Linked DNA regions of Ovis aries: region 1 is linked to region 2. The links are chromatin contacts, called in public Hi-C maps. All regions are on one chromosome and are shown on one strand. Each heading gives the region's core, a stretch centred on a gene start, on an enhancer-like site or on the middle of the called end of the contact. The rest is flanking DNA. Distances are from core to core; before and after follow the strand shown. Region 1 has its middle 12 kb from the start of INPP4A. Region 2 holds the start of LOC101109345 (cytochrome c oxidase assembly factor 5).

What was found. A called contact is a pair of places that touch in the nucleus more often than the background predicts.
Region 1: a contact with region 2 is called in a Hi-C map of liver, with 4 times the contacts expected there. The contact joins the enhancer-like site here to the promoter of LOC101109345 in region 2. A contact is called at or near these places in 9 of 16 Hi-C or Micro-C datasets (blood, hypothalamus, liver and 4 more).

The regions. Positions count from the first base shown.
Region 1 is chr3:102,815,701-102,822,758 of ARS-UI_Ramb_v3.0, reverse strand. No RefSeq gene overlaps it. Among named protein-coding and RNA genes, the nearest start is that of INPP4A, 12 kb to the right of the region's middle. Within about 2 kb of position 2,123, at least 18 of the 54 cell types and tissues checked have an H3K27ac peak or open chromatin away from gene starts, as enhancers often do. A contact at or near this core is called in liver, where this site is marked.
Region 2 is chr3:102,632,916-102,639,861 of ARS-UI_Ramb_v3.0, reverse strand. LOC101109345 (cytochrome c oxidase assembly factor 5) reads right to left here and starts at 2,011. Exons shown (of 3, transcript XM_004006150.5): 1 at 1,852-2,011. The coding sequence starts at 1,950. UNC50 (unc-50 inner nuclear membrane RNA binding protein) reads left to right here and starts at 2,065. Exons shown (of 6, transcript XM_012173801.4): 1 at 2,065-2,103; 2 at 3,340-3,623; 3 at 5,039-5,159. The coding sequence starts at 3,344.

The DNA of each region.
Region 1 (7,058 bases), core at 874-3,373, 180 kb before region 2:
AGTAGAGACAGAATCAAGAAACAGTTAACAGGTCAAGTAGTCAGCGGTATTTTAAAGCCTGGAAGGCATAACCATTTTTGAAGGAGAAAGAAGGCTTGCCTGTGAAACCTTCAGGGAACTGAGATGAGCAAGTGAGCAGTCAGGATATGGTAAAAGTCAGAGATGGAAATTCAAGGAGGAGGGTGTGACTGATGATGTCACATCACACCCTGAAGAATTGTGAAGTGTGCGTTGAATTTGGTAACAAGAAGGACATTGGTGACCTTGGCAAGTTCTCTTGTGCTAGTTCATTCTGCCTTTCATTCTAGAAGAGGCAATAGCTATGACGGCCAAAGGTGGAAAGATCCGTGCGTAAATCCTTAACGCCACTGTCTGCTGGTAGAACTGGAAAGATCCTTTTGTTATTTGCTTATCTGTACCATCCAATTTTTTTCCAACACACAAGCATGTGTTACTTTTGTTATTATTTATGAAAAAAAAAAAAAAAGAGAGAGAGAGAGAGAGACATGAAAGAGCCAGATCCCCAGGCCAGGTAAGCAGCTTTCATATTTCAATGCCTGTCTTGGCCAGAGAGGCCCCTGCACATCTAATATTCTTTAATCCTCCAAGTCTTCTGTTTTAACACTCTGCTCTAAGGCTGTGTTTGCTAAACCACAGCAGGAATACAGAGACTACATAAGTAGGTAAACACGAGTGAAACCATTAGAATTAAAATGATGGACTATTTTGTTCTATATGCAAGAATTTCATGATGAATGGATTTCGCAGAAGCACAACAAAGCAAAATTTTTGGAGTAAAAAAAAAAACCCACACATCCATGGCAGTATACTTCAAAAGTTGCCTGTCCCCAAGACAAAGCAGTTATACAGAAACCAGACTTTGTATCTAGCAATTGCTATACTGTGGCAATTGCAATCCAGAAGACTCTAATGTCAGTTATCTTGAATATAACCATGTGTTTGGCTCCCCAACCTGGGAAATGATGCTTCAGATACTGAATAGCATCTGTCTTGAAAGAGTAGGTTACAAAAACATCAAAATACTTTTGACAATTCCTTCAAAACAATCTGAGTTCTGTTTCACTAAGGCAAGGATCTTAAAATGGGAATTTCAAGATGGTCTTTGGACATTTTTGAAATTTCAGATATACTTTCAAATATTAGGATTAAACTGGTCAGTACATTAATAGATATATCACCAATGAAATTGCCTAAGAGTAGACAGTTACAAATGACACAGTATAAATCATCTGGGTGGTATTTCCCCCGTGGGACTGGTGAAGCTACTGAAGCAAGCAGATCACGGCTGCTGGCGGCAGTGGTTAACCCTAGACCCAGATGAAGTGTCGGCTTTGACAGAATTATTTCGTTCTTCCATTTAATTCAGGCAGGTATGCAAGGTGCATGCTGTTAACAGACACAAGTGTTCACAGACTTGGCAACGTTGGACTCTTCTGTGCTTTAAGTACAGCCTGTATCTTTCCTAAATGCATTAGAGGAGAAGTCGTGTGTGTGTGATTATAGAGTTTAGGTTAATAATCAGGGAAGTGAGGGATCCAGAGGGCACGGCTGTCAGTACTTGGAGTGGTTCTCCAGGGAAAGGTTGGGCTGAACTGTGCGCAAACCTGTACCAGGAGATCCACCCACGCCTCAGGGACAGAACAGGTCAGAGTGGGAGGGACAGGGCTTCCCTGGTGGCTCAGCGGTAGAAGAATCTGCTTGCAATGCAAGAGTGGGAGGGAACAGCTCTTTTCTGTGCAAACGTCAGCCTTCAGGGCTGGCAGCAAGGTGTGGCTTGGCCTTTTTAGCACACTGCAGTAATCAAGATGCCAAAGCAAGAATGTGGTTGGAACCATTCGTAGAATTTAAGATGCAATGACTGATGATAAATACGCTCCTAGGTGTTTGACCCTCTGGGTGGGTGGCTTTTGATGATGGTCACCGTCTCTCCTTCCTCGTCTCTATGGTGATGTCTTGGTGAGGGTGCCCTGACAGACACCAAGGCCTCACTCTGCCTCTCTTGCAGTCAGGCTGATGAGGGAACTAGTTGTGGCCAGAGAAGTGTGAGCGGAAGTAGCGTGTCTGCTACCCCACGCTTTCCTCCTCCTCCTCCCTGGGACCTGCAGGCCTCATGATGCAGAGCCTGCGCCTCCAAGCCCACAAGACTGTGACACAAGTGACAGGCCTTCACTGTGTGAAGCCAGTGACATTTGGGTTCATGTGTAAGATTTTATAACGTCTGCCTTTGAATCAGGAAGGAAGCACTGTATTTCCTGTGCCAGCAAGTCGGGGTGCTATTTCTATAAAACTCATTTCCAAACCTACCTCCTGGCCCGCGATGCTCCTGAGGGTGCTGTCTTCATCCCCAGATTCCTGCAGTGCCATTCTGCTGGTGGTAACAGAGGCAGCCGTGGGCCCAGAGGCACATCTCTTATCTTGCCATCTTTGGGAGGGCTAAAAGTGAACTCAGTTTTAGAAGAGATTTGGGGAGGGGGAAGTGGCTGTCACTATTCCCACTGTCAGATGGGGAACCAAGGCTGAGCAAGATGAAATCACTTGTTTAGAGCACATAGCTAGGAAACTGGGCAGGCTTCCGGAAGCCCATATTTTAGCCACTTACGCTAAACTACACCCTAGGAGTTGGGTCAGCTTGACCAGTTCAGAGACTGTCTAATGCTTTCACTGCAAATTTACTGTGATTCTGTGAAAAGCATTTATTTATTTTTTCAAATTGTGGACTGCAATCCATGATCGGGTCATGAAACCAATCTAATAACAAATTTTAGGGGAATATAATAAAAATAATAGACTGCCTTGGCATCATACACAGGAGGATGGCTCCATGGAAACTGTGTTTGTTACACTCACATGTCATGTGTTTGATTGGGACATAAAATTCACTCTTTTGCTACAGATTGTAGTCAGCAGTCTGATAGCACCGCAAAAATTAGGTTTCAATTGTTTGTGAGTTTCATGGGGAAAAAATGTTATATTGTGAATAACCTGTGACTCCTAACTTGCCAGCCCTCAAAAAATGCCCCACTCTAGTTTTTTTAATATAACATTCCTTTTTGGGCTGTGCTGGGTCTTCAGTGCTGCACACAGGCCTTCTCTAGTTGCGGCGAGCAGGGGCCGCTCTCTAGTTGTGGCTTCTCATTGCAGTGGCTTCTCTTATCGCAGAGCACAGGCTTTAGGGTGAGAGGGTTTCGGCAGTTGTGGGGCATTGGTTTAGTTGCCCCGCCACATGTGGAATCTTCCCAAACCAGGGGTGGAACCCGTGGCCCCTGCACTGGCAGTTGGAATCTTAACCACTTGGACCACCAGGGAAGTCTAGCCCACCATGCCTTTCGTCACAGATTGTAGTTGGTTTACAGCGTTGTGTTAGTTTCAGGTACACAGCAAAGTGGTTCAGCTATGCATGAGGGGAGCGGAAGTCGCTCGGTCGTGTCCCACTCTCTGCGACCCCATGGACTGTGGCCTACCAGCCTGCTCCGTCCATGGGATTCTCCAGGCAAGAATACTGGAGTGGGTTACCATTTCCTTCTCCAGGCGATCTTCCTGACCCAGGGATCGAACCCGGGTCTCCTGCATTGGAGGCGGACGCTTTAACCTCTGAGCCACCAGGGAAGCCCAAAACGAACTACCTATTCCCTAACTGGATGCCATGATCTTCGTTTTCTGAATGTTGAGCTTTAAGCCAACTTTTTCACTCTCCTCTTTCACTTTCATCAAGAGGCTTTTTAGCCCCTCTTCACTTTCTGCCATAAGGGTGGTGCCATCTGCATATCTGAGGTGATTCATATTTCTTCCGGCAATCTTGATTCCAGCTTGTGTTTCTTCCAGTCCAGGGTTTCTCATGATGTCCTCTGCATAGAAGTTAAATAAGCAGGGTGATTACTAGATATTAAATACAGTTCCCTCTGCTACACAATAGGTCCTTGTTGTTAATCTATATTATGCACAGTAGTGTATATCTGTTAGTCCGAAATTCCCAGTTTCTCTCTCCCCTGCTTTCCCTTTTGATAACCATATGTTTGTTTTCTGTGTCTGTGAGCCTCACTATACCTTGATCCCCAAAGCACATGAGGAGCAAGGCTGCTTTATTTATCCTAGCAAGAAAGGCACCAAGGCCAGCATGCTCCCTGGCAGCCAGATCTTCTCCAGGCCTCCAGCACACCCAGATCATTCCCACTGAACTGGCAACATCAGACAGGAGTCATCCCTTCCAACAGCCCATCCCCAAGGCCTCCGATACACTGATTTTCAGTGTGCCAAGGAATGCTTCCTCTCTCCAAGGGCCAGCCTCGCCTTCCCTCTTCCCTCCACACTTGGGGAATCCACCAGCTCATCTCTCCCCTGCCTAGTCCCAGCCTGTTTTAATGAGATGTTCCATCTTAGCTGGAGAATAGAATAGACTGTGATACTCCTTTGCGTGCATGCATGCGTGCTAAGCTGCTTCCATTGTGTCCAACTGTGATCCTATGGCAGAGAAGGCAGTGGCGCCCCACTCCAGTGCTCTTGCCTGGAAAATCCCATGGACAGAGGAACCTGGTGGGCTGCAGTCCATGGGGTCACTAAGAGTAGGACACGACTGAGTGACTTCATTTTCACTTTTCACTTTCATGCATTGGAGAAGGCAATGGCAACCCACTCCAGTGTTCTTGCCTGGAGAATCCCAGGGACGGGGGAGCCTGGTGGGCTGCCGTCTATGGGGTCACACAGAGTCGGACATGACTGAAGCGTCTTAGCAGCAACAGCAGCAGTGACCCTATGGACCGTAGCCTGCCAGGCTTCTCTGTACATGGGATTCTCAAGGAAAACTACTGGAATGGGTTGCCATTTCCTCCTCCAGGGGATCTTCCTGATCCAGGGATCGAACCCATGTCTCCTGCATTGCAGGTGGATTCTTTGCCACAGAGCCACCTGGGAAGCCCTACGATACTCCTTTATAGGAAAGAAAAGCAGAGTGAATGCTGCTGCTGCTGCTGCTGCTAAGTCGCTTCAGTCGTGTCTGACTCTGTGCGATCCCATAGACAGCCTCCCACCAGGCTCCCCCGTCCCTGGGATTCTCCAGGCAAGAACACAGGAGTGGGTTGCCATTTCCTTCTCCAATGCATGAAAGTGAAAAGTGAAAGTGAAGTCGCTCAGTCGTGTCTGACTCTTAGCAACCTCATGGACTGCAGCCTACCAGGCTCCTCCGCCCATGGGATTTTCCAGGCAAGAGTACTGGAGTGGGTACCATTGCCTTCTCCGGCAGAGTGAATAAGAAGTGAAATAAAATTCGCGGTGAGCAAGCATTCTGACATTGTGACAGCACTGTTCCTCAGAACTCAATATGCATGCGAACCACCCTGAGGATCTTGTTAAATGCAGATCCTGAGTCGGTAGATCCGGGGTGGAGCCTGAAGATTCTGCATCACTAACAAGTCCCCTGATGATGCTAGAGCTGCTGGTCCATAAAACACACTTTGTGTAGCAAGGGTCAGTCTCCACAATGGCTGGCACAGAATGGGTGCTCAAAAATATCTGCTAAATTGAGTCGAATCTCAGGAGAAGCTGGTTTTATGGCAGGACTCAATGGCAAGAGCAAGTGTGATAAGGTGAACCAGTCAATTAAACCAGTGGTGTGCAACCCTGACTGCACATTAAAACCACCCAGGCAGGCCTTTAAAAATCCTGATGCTTGGGCCCCATCCTTGGCAATTCTGATTTAATCGGTTTGGGGGTAGAGGCTAGACAGCTACAATTTTTTCAAACTCTCCAGATGATCCTAACGTGGAGCCAAGTTAAAGAATTTCTAGAATGAAAATTGTTGAACACACACCATGCAGCAGGTGTTGGGCCCCGCTGAGTGAGGCCTTGCACAGAGTTGAGTGAGACGAGGTCCTGCCCTCTGTGACCCTGTTGACTAATAGGGGAAGCAGATCCATGTGTGAAGATAGTGTAAAAAAGTGCTGTAGCACATGTATGTGTACTTGTTTTGGGAGTACAGACGAAAGATGAACTGATTCATTCTTGAGGAAATTGGAAGGAGAAAGACTTCCCAGAGGTAATGATATTTGAACCTTACAGGAGGGGACTGATGCCGAAGCTGAAACTCCAACACTCTGGCCACTTGATGCGAAGAGCCAACTCACTGGAAAAGACCCTGATGCTGGGGAAGATTGAGGGCAGGAGGAGAAGGGGGCAACAGAGGTTGAGATGGTTGGATGGCATCACTGACTCAGTGGACATGAATCTGAGTGAACTGCAGCAGATGGTGCAGGACGGGGAAGCCTGGAGTGCTGCGAGTGTGAATGAGTGAAAGTCGCTCAGTCGTGTCCAACTCTCTGCGACCCTGTGGACTATACAGTCCATGGAATTCTCCAGGCCAGAATACTGGAATGGGTAGCCTTTCCCTTCTCCAGGGGATCTTCCCAACCCAGGGATCGAACCCAGGTCTCCCGCATTGCAGGTGGATTCTTTACCAGCTGAGCTATCAGGGAAGCCCTGGAGTGCTGCAGTGCGTGGGATCTCAAAGAGTTGGACATGACTTAGCAACTGAACAACAACAAAACAGACTTAACTGCTACATTCTGGACTTCTTGCCTGAGGCTTGTACCAAAATCAGACTGAGAAGACTCTCTGTCCCTTTTTCCTACGACTGACACTTTATCTTGGCCTAGGGCAAAGATGCTCAGCTGATGTGCTGGATATACTTTCCTGATGGGGTCTGGGCGGGCCAGAATCCTTAAGGCATTCACCTTCAGTTGCAGGAGGCTTTCTTTTACCCACCCCAGCATCCAGGAGAAATGAGTGCCCTGAAGTAAAAATATTTGACATGCAGTGCCATAGGAAGAAGGAAAGAATGGAAGGTACGGAGGAAGCCCCCACTTAGGAAGAGGAGGTGCTTCTAGAGCAGAGGCCTGCCTCGAGGGTCTCCAGGGTGAGACAGCTCCAGGCTCATCCAGCTGTACCAGCCAGGAGACAAGTCATCAAAGGAGGGAGCCAACACCAAAAAGGAGAAGTATGATCAAAATCCACCCCACGTCCACAGAATCCTGAAAGTGGAAGACAAA
Region 2 (6,946 bases), core at 762-3,261:
GACTGGTTCCAAATCAAAAAAGGAGTACATCAATGCGATATATTGTCATCCTGCTTATTTAACTTCTATGCACAGGATATCATGAGAAATGCTAGACTAGATGAAGCACAAGCTGGAATCAGGATTGCTGGGAGAAACAGCAATAATCTTAGATATGCATATGACACCACACTTATGGAAGAAAGCAAAGAATCAAAGAGCCTCTTGAAGAAAGTGAAACAGGAGACTGAAAAAGTTGGCTTAAAGCCCAACATTCAGAAAACTAAGATCCTGAAGTGCAGTTGTAACTGGACGTCCTGTGTTTTTATGCTCAATCTGGCCGCCTTACGGGAGGCCCCGAACATGGCAAATAGATGGGGAAACAATGGAAACAGTGACAGGTTTTACTTGGGGGGCTCCAAAATCACTGCAGATGGTGACTGCAGCCATGAAAGTAAAAGACGCTTACTCCTTGGAAGGAAAGTTACGACCAACCTAGACAGCATATTAAAAAGCAGAAACATTACTTTGCCAACAAAGGTCCGTCTAGTCAAGGCTATGGTTTTTCCAGTAGTCAGGTATGGATGTGAGAACTGGACTATAAAGAAAGCTGAGCACCAAAGAATTGATGCTTTTGAACTGTGGTGTTGGAGAACTCTTGAGAGCCCTTTGGACAGCAAGGAGATCCAAGCAATCCATCCTGAAGGAAATCAGTCCTGAATATTCATTGGAAGGACTGATGCTGAAGCTGATAATCCAATACTTTGGCCACCTGATGCGAAGAACCGGCTCACTGGCAAAGACCTGATGCTGGGAATGATTGAAGGCAGGAGGAGAAGGGGATGACAGTGGTTGAGATGGCTGGATGGCATCACCGACTCAATGGACATGAGTTTGAATAAACTCCGGGAGTTGGTGATGGATAAGGAAGGCTGGAGTGCTTTGGGGTCGCAAAGAGTTGGACACGACTTAGCGACTGAACTGAACTGAATACCAGAATCCAGGTTTGCCAGTCGGCTTTGAACTTCACTGGGCTTCCCAGATGGCACTAGTGGTAAAGAACCACTAGCCAACCACTTGCCAACGCAGTAGATACAAAAGACACGGGTTCGATCCCAGGTCGGGAAGATCCCCTGGAGGCGGGCACGACAACCCACTCCAGTATTCTTGCCTGGACCATCCCATGGATAGAGGAGCCTAGAGGGGTAGGGTCTACGGGGCCGCGAAAAGTAGGAAACGACTTAAGGCACGCATATCAGACTGGCTCCAGAGAAGACCTGTGGCTGTACTGAGGGAAAGATAGCAAATTCCTGTCTCCCATCACAGCACCTAAAACCACAAGTTCAACGGTAGGGGGCGCGAGATACAAAGTGGTGAAAATAAAAAAGCTGCCTCTTTTACAGCTTATCCTGGAATACACAGAACTCAGCAAGTTCAGACCAGCACAAAGTAAATACAGCATCTATTCAGCCACAACTGAACTGAGAAAGGAGGTTTCACGAGGCAACACAGTATGGCAGGTTCATGTAATTATGTGCTAATTTACTGGTTCTCATTTTCGAGGGCTCCAGAAACCTGTGATTCTCTCCTATATGCCTCCAGAACCCAGGAGAGCAGCAGCATTTCGTGTCTCTGCACCCGAGATGGTTTAAACTTTACAAAAACCCAACAGGGCAGCACGGTTTTCTCCAGTTTCACCATTGGGAAGTCAGGTTCCGACAGTGGACTCGCCCAAGTTCACTAAGTCGGTGGAGAACTAGGACCGCGAACTCGGAGGCACGACTCAGCCATCACCGGGGCCCGCCAGGGACCCTCCGCCAGCCTCGCCTCCCCGCTTCGGGCCTCGGTCATCCGAGCACCCGGCCGCGCTACCTTGAGCACGCAGTCAGACTGCAGCAGACACAAGCCCAGATCCTCCTTCACGCCCGCGCACGCGCCGCCCTCAGGCTTGTCCTCGTAATATCGGGGCATGACTGCGCCTCCAGCTGGCCGCGGCCTCCACCCTCTCCTCCCGAGACGGCCCAGACTCCTCAGGACGCCAGTGACGCCGCGGCGGGCGGAACCGGAAAAAGACCGGTAGCAACCACTTCCGGTGGGCGCGCGGCGAGAGACGTAACGCGAGAGGTATCGCGCGCGGCGTTTGTGGGTCACGGGACGCGACGCGCCCCCTACGTGGTTGACGTAGCGAGGAGGGAAGTTGGCCCAGCGGCGGCTGGGTCGGCTGCTGGGCGGTGGTGGCGGGTGTATGTGAAGCCGGTGGACGCCGCCGCGGGGCTCCAGGTGAGGCCTGCCGACGGCCCCATCTGCGCGCGACTCGGGCTCGCCGGTCGGCCTTTTCTTCTGGCAACTTGCGGCCCCACATCACCCGGCCCTGGAGTGACCGCGCCCGGGTCCGGCTGCTCGGCCTGCGTTGGGGCTGCCAGACACCATCGCGGAGGCTGGTTACAGCCGAATTTCAGATAGCAGCGAATGATGTCTGCATAGCTGCGGGTCTCACGCAGTGTTTCGGACCTGCTTATATTACAAATTATTGTTGTATCTGCGATGCAGTTGTAATTGGACATCCTGTGTTTTTATGCTCAATCTGGCCGCCTTACCGGCGGCCCCGAGCCGGCGGGGAGCAGCTGGCGTCCTGGAGGCCTGGGGAGTGGAGCCCGACACTGGGCTGCCGGGGCGGGACAAGGAGGCCGGACGATGACCAGCGCCTCCCTGGCTTCAGGCTGGTTGGACTGGACCCCCACGCTGTCGTTCCCCTGATGAACTATTCAGGAAGTAAAACACTATGCGTTTGAGTTTTGCCTTGTTTTTACATCCCATGCTAGTGAACGAGTTGCTTGTTGGTGAGGCGCTGATGGTCTTGTGTGATAAACCATTTTACTTTACGTCGTCGGGAACATCGTTTCTGTTTGGCTTCAGCAAAGGCTTTTCCTTAAAGTCTTGATTGTTAGCACAGATGACAGGTGGACTTTTGATTCAGACTGCCTGAATTTTGGCTCTATCACTATCTCTGCTTCTGGAGAAGGGGTGGGAGGAGGTGGGGAGGTGGGGAGAGGTGGAGCAGATCTGAGGATTGACAGAAATGAAGTACAGAGAATGGGTGGACCTTGTAAAAGCGTTATTATGAAGGTTCAGAAGGCCACGGGGCAGCCCTTTCCTGAAGTGCAATGGGCAGTTCTCCAGCTCCCAAATCAGCCTCAAAACCAAATTTACCCTTTTTTGAGTCCTGCCTCTTCTCAGGGATTGGGGCCAAAATGTAAGGTGACTTGTCTCCTAAATAACTCACAAGAGGGGTGCTAGAGGCTGGCAGTTTCTTCTGATGATTTGTATTAATAATATAAATTTTTCCTCCCTTCTATCTAGGAAGATGTTACCAAGTACTTCGGTGACTTCCCCAGTGCAGGGGAACGGAGTGTTGAGTTCCAGGGATGCAGCCAGACACACAGCGGGAGCAAAACGCTACAAATACCTGAGGAGGCTTTTCCGTTTCCGGCAGATGGACTTTGAGTTTGCTGCCTGGCAGATGCTCTACCTGTTCACTTCCCCACAGAGAGTTTATAGAAACTTTCACTATAGGAAGCAGACGAAAGATCAGTGGGCCAGGGATGACCCAGCTTTCTTGGTCCTGTTAAGTATCTGGCTCTGTGGTAAGTGTTTATCTGCAGGAGAGTTGAGAAATCAGTTGACTGTTTCAGGTTGGACTTGTCATTTGGAGATTCCTGTTGTCAGCGTGTTATGGGTCATAATTTGGGGTTCTCTGAAGCTGTTGTCTTCCTTTCTGAAGTCTCCAAAATCTCCTCACAGGAAAGAGAGTGGTATTCTTCCTGACTTTAAAGGTCCCAAGCAGATGCCAGAGGAAACTGGTTCCTCGGAACTTTAAAAAGCACAGGACAGAGTCACTCCGTGTCGAATTTCAACTACCGTGATAAATACGTAGGGCTTCCCTGGTGCTTCAGACGGTGAAGAATCTGCCTGCAGTGCTGGAGACCTGAGTTCAATCCCTGGGTCAGGAAGATCCCCTGCAGACGGAAATGGCTACCCACTCCAGTATTCTTGCCTGGAGAATTCCATGGACAGAGGAGCCTGGTGGGCTACAGTCCGTGGGGTCGCAAAAGAATCAGATACAACTGAGCGATTAAACTTTCACATTTTTCATAAATTCATTGATACCCAAATGCAAACAATGTGAAAAAGGACTACTGAGATTGGAAGTTACATTTCACCCTCAGGCTGAGCCAGGGCTTCCCTGGTGACTCAGTTGGTAAATAACCTGCCTGCAGTGCAGGAGACCCAGGTTTGATCCCTGGGTCAGGAAGATCCCCCTGGAGAAGGGAATGACAACCCACTCCAGTATTCTTGCCTGGAAAATCCCATGGACAGAGGAGCCTGGTGGGCTACCGTCCATGGGGTCACAAAGAGTCAGACACGACTGAGGACTAACACTCTCACTTCTCACTTTCATCAGGCCGATCCAGAGTGAGGGTTCTGAAAGCACTAATGTGATCTTGAGAAACTGCTTTAAGTTCTCCAATAGTGCAGTGAAAGGGTCTGAACCACTTTTAGTGTCTCAATCATGTCTGACTTTTTGTGACCCCTTGGACTGTAGCCTTCCAGTCTCTGTCCATGAAATTCACCAGGCAAGAATACGGGAGTGGGTAGCCATTTCCTTCTCTAGAGGATATTCCTGAGCCAGGAGTCAAACCTGGGTCTCCTGCATTGCAGGCAGATTCTTTACAATCTAAGCCACCAGGGAAGCCCACCTTTAACTGGGTTTAAACACAGGAGTGCCTTCTCAGTAGTGGTCGTATTCTGAATGCTGGGGCTACCCTGGTGAATCAGATACACGGGCCTCCTCAGTAAACGTCAGGTATCTCAGTGGTAGTTGTGTGTTCCAGGGCGATCTGCATTTCTTAATCAGTTACATCTATTAATAAGATAGCTTAGGGGTTTTGTTTACATACCTGCATCCCATTCTGGAGTGGGCATCTGAAAGGCAGAAACTGACCTGTATGCTTAGAATCTAGCAAAGTGCCTGAATGCATCTTGTAAATCTTTCTTGCAGTGTCCACGATAGGATTTGGCTTTGTGCTGGACATGGGGTTTTTTGAGACGATAAAGCTGCTCCTTTGGGTGGTATTCATAGACTGTGTAGGCGTCGGTCTTCTCATATCAACCTTAATGTGGTAAGTACGGAAGCTTTGGTTTTTCAGATGCTACTGTAGAGCCTCCCTGTTTGCTTCAGAGAGTAGCTGATGGAAACGGAAACTATACAAACTGAAAGCACTGATTTTGTCTGCCAGGATTACCGTAACTCATTCTCCTGTGTTGGCACCTAGAGCAGAAAATACTCTTCAGGGGATGGTCCACTTTGTCAAACTGCACCAAATAAGTGAATTGAAGTCATGATGATGTCGTATTAACAAAATCCCTGATTTTGCAAAAATGTTTCACAGCCAGTTCTGCTGAGGTTGTCTGGGTGACGGCACAGTCTGCTGCTGCCTCGGTCAGGAGCTCATTTCTCGACGGGTAAAACGTGGAGGGTTATGTCATGGAATCTTACTTTGAATCTTTGACATGAGATGGAGCACATGAAAAAGAATTGTTTTGGTTAAGCTTCCTTCCTGCTGAAACACATGAGCAGGTTTTATCTGACTGAGTTCTCAGTCTGACTCTCTCTGGGTTTGCTGTACCAGTACCAGTGTGCTGAGTATCAATTTGGCGTTTTGGTGTTTTGATGGGTGCTCTTGTGTGGTTGGCGGAAGGGGTGGACATGAGGGTGAGCTCGGCACGGGGCTTGTGGTTGCTGTTGTGTATCAGAGAAAACACTGGAACCTGAGTTGGCAGAGATACCTGGGTTCAAATGCCAGCTCAGCCATTTACCCTGTCCTTCTTGGAAGATGGAAGTTAATCATCTATTTGTGAGGTATTTGAAAAGCTTGTACTATGAAAAGCACCTGGCATACAGTCTGTGCTCAATAAATGGTAGCTGTTAACATTTTGAGCAAGATTGTGAGATGCTGACCTCTGATGATACCAACTTGTTATTTTGCTTTGTAACTCCTGACCAGTCCAATAGGTTTTGTATGTGCTGGGTAGTCAGAAAATGCAACACACCAGTAATCTAAAATTCTAAGTGCAAGTCGCTCAGGCATGTCTGACTCTCTGCGACCCCATAGATCCCATAGTCTGTGGAATTCTCCAGGCCAGAATACGGGAGTGGGTAGCCTTTTCCTTCTCCAGGGGATCTTCCCAACCCAGGGATTGAACCCAGGTCTCCTGCACTGCAGGCAGATTCTTTACCACCTGAGCCACAAGATAAATTTCTAAAATCTGGCCTAAAAAGGATACTACTAACTTAAGATGGCAAATAGATGGGGAAACAGTGGAAACAGTGGCTGACTTTATTTTTGGGGCTCCAGAATCACTGCAGATGGTGATTGTAGCCATGAAATTAAAAGACGCTTACTCCTTGGAAGGAGTTATGACCAACCTAGACAGCATATTAAAAAACAGAGACATTACTTTGCCAACAAAGGTCCGTCTAGTCAAGGCTGTGGTTTTTCCAGTAGTTATGTATGGATGTGAGAGTTGGACTATAATGAAAGTTGAGCACCGAAGAATTGATGCATTTGAACTGTGGTGTTGGAGAAGACTCTTGAGAGTCCCTTAGACTGCAAAGAGATCCAACCAGTCCATCCTAAAGGAGATCAGTCCTGGGTGTTCATTGGAGGGACTGATGTTGAAGCTGAAACTCCAATACTTTGGCCACCTGATGCGAAGAGCTGACTCATTTGAAAGACTGAAGGCAGGAGGAGGAGGGGACGACAAAGGATGAGATGGTTGGATGGCATCACCAACTCAAATGGACGTGAGTTTGGGTAGGCTCTGGGAGTTTGTGATGGACAGGGAGGCCTGGCATGCTGCAGTCCATGGGGTTGCAAAGAGTCGGACACGACTGAGTGACTGAACT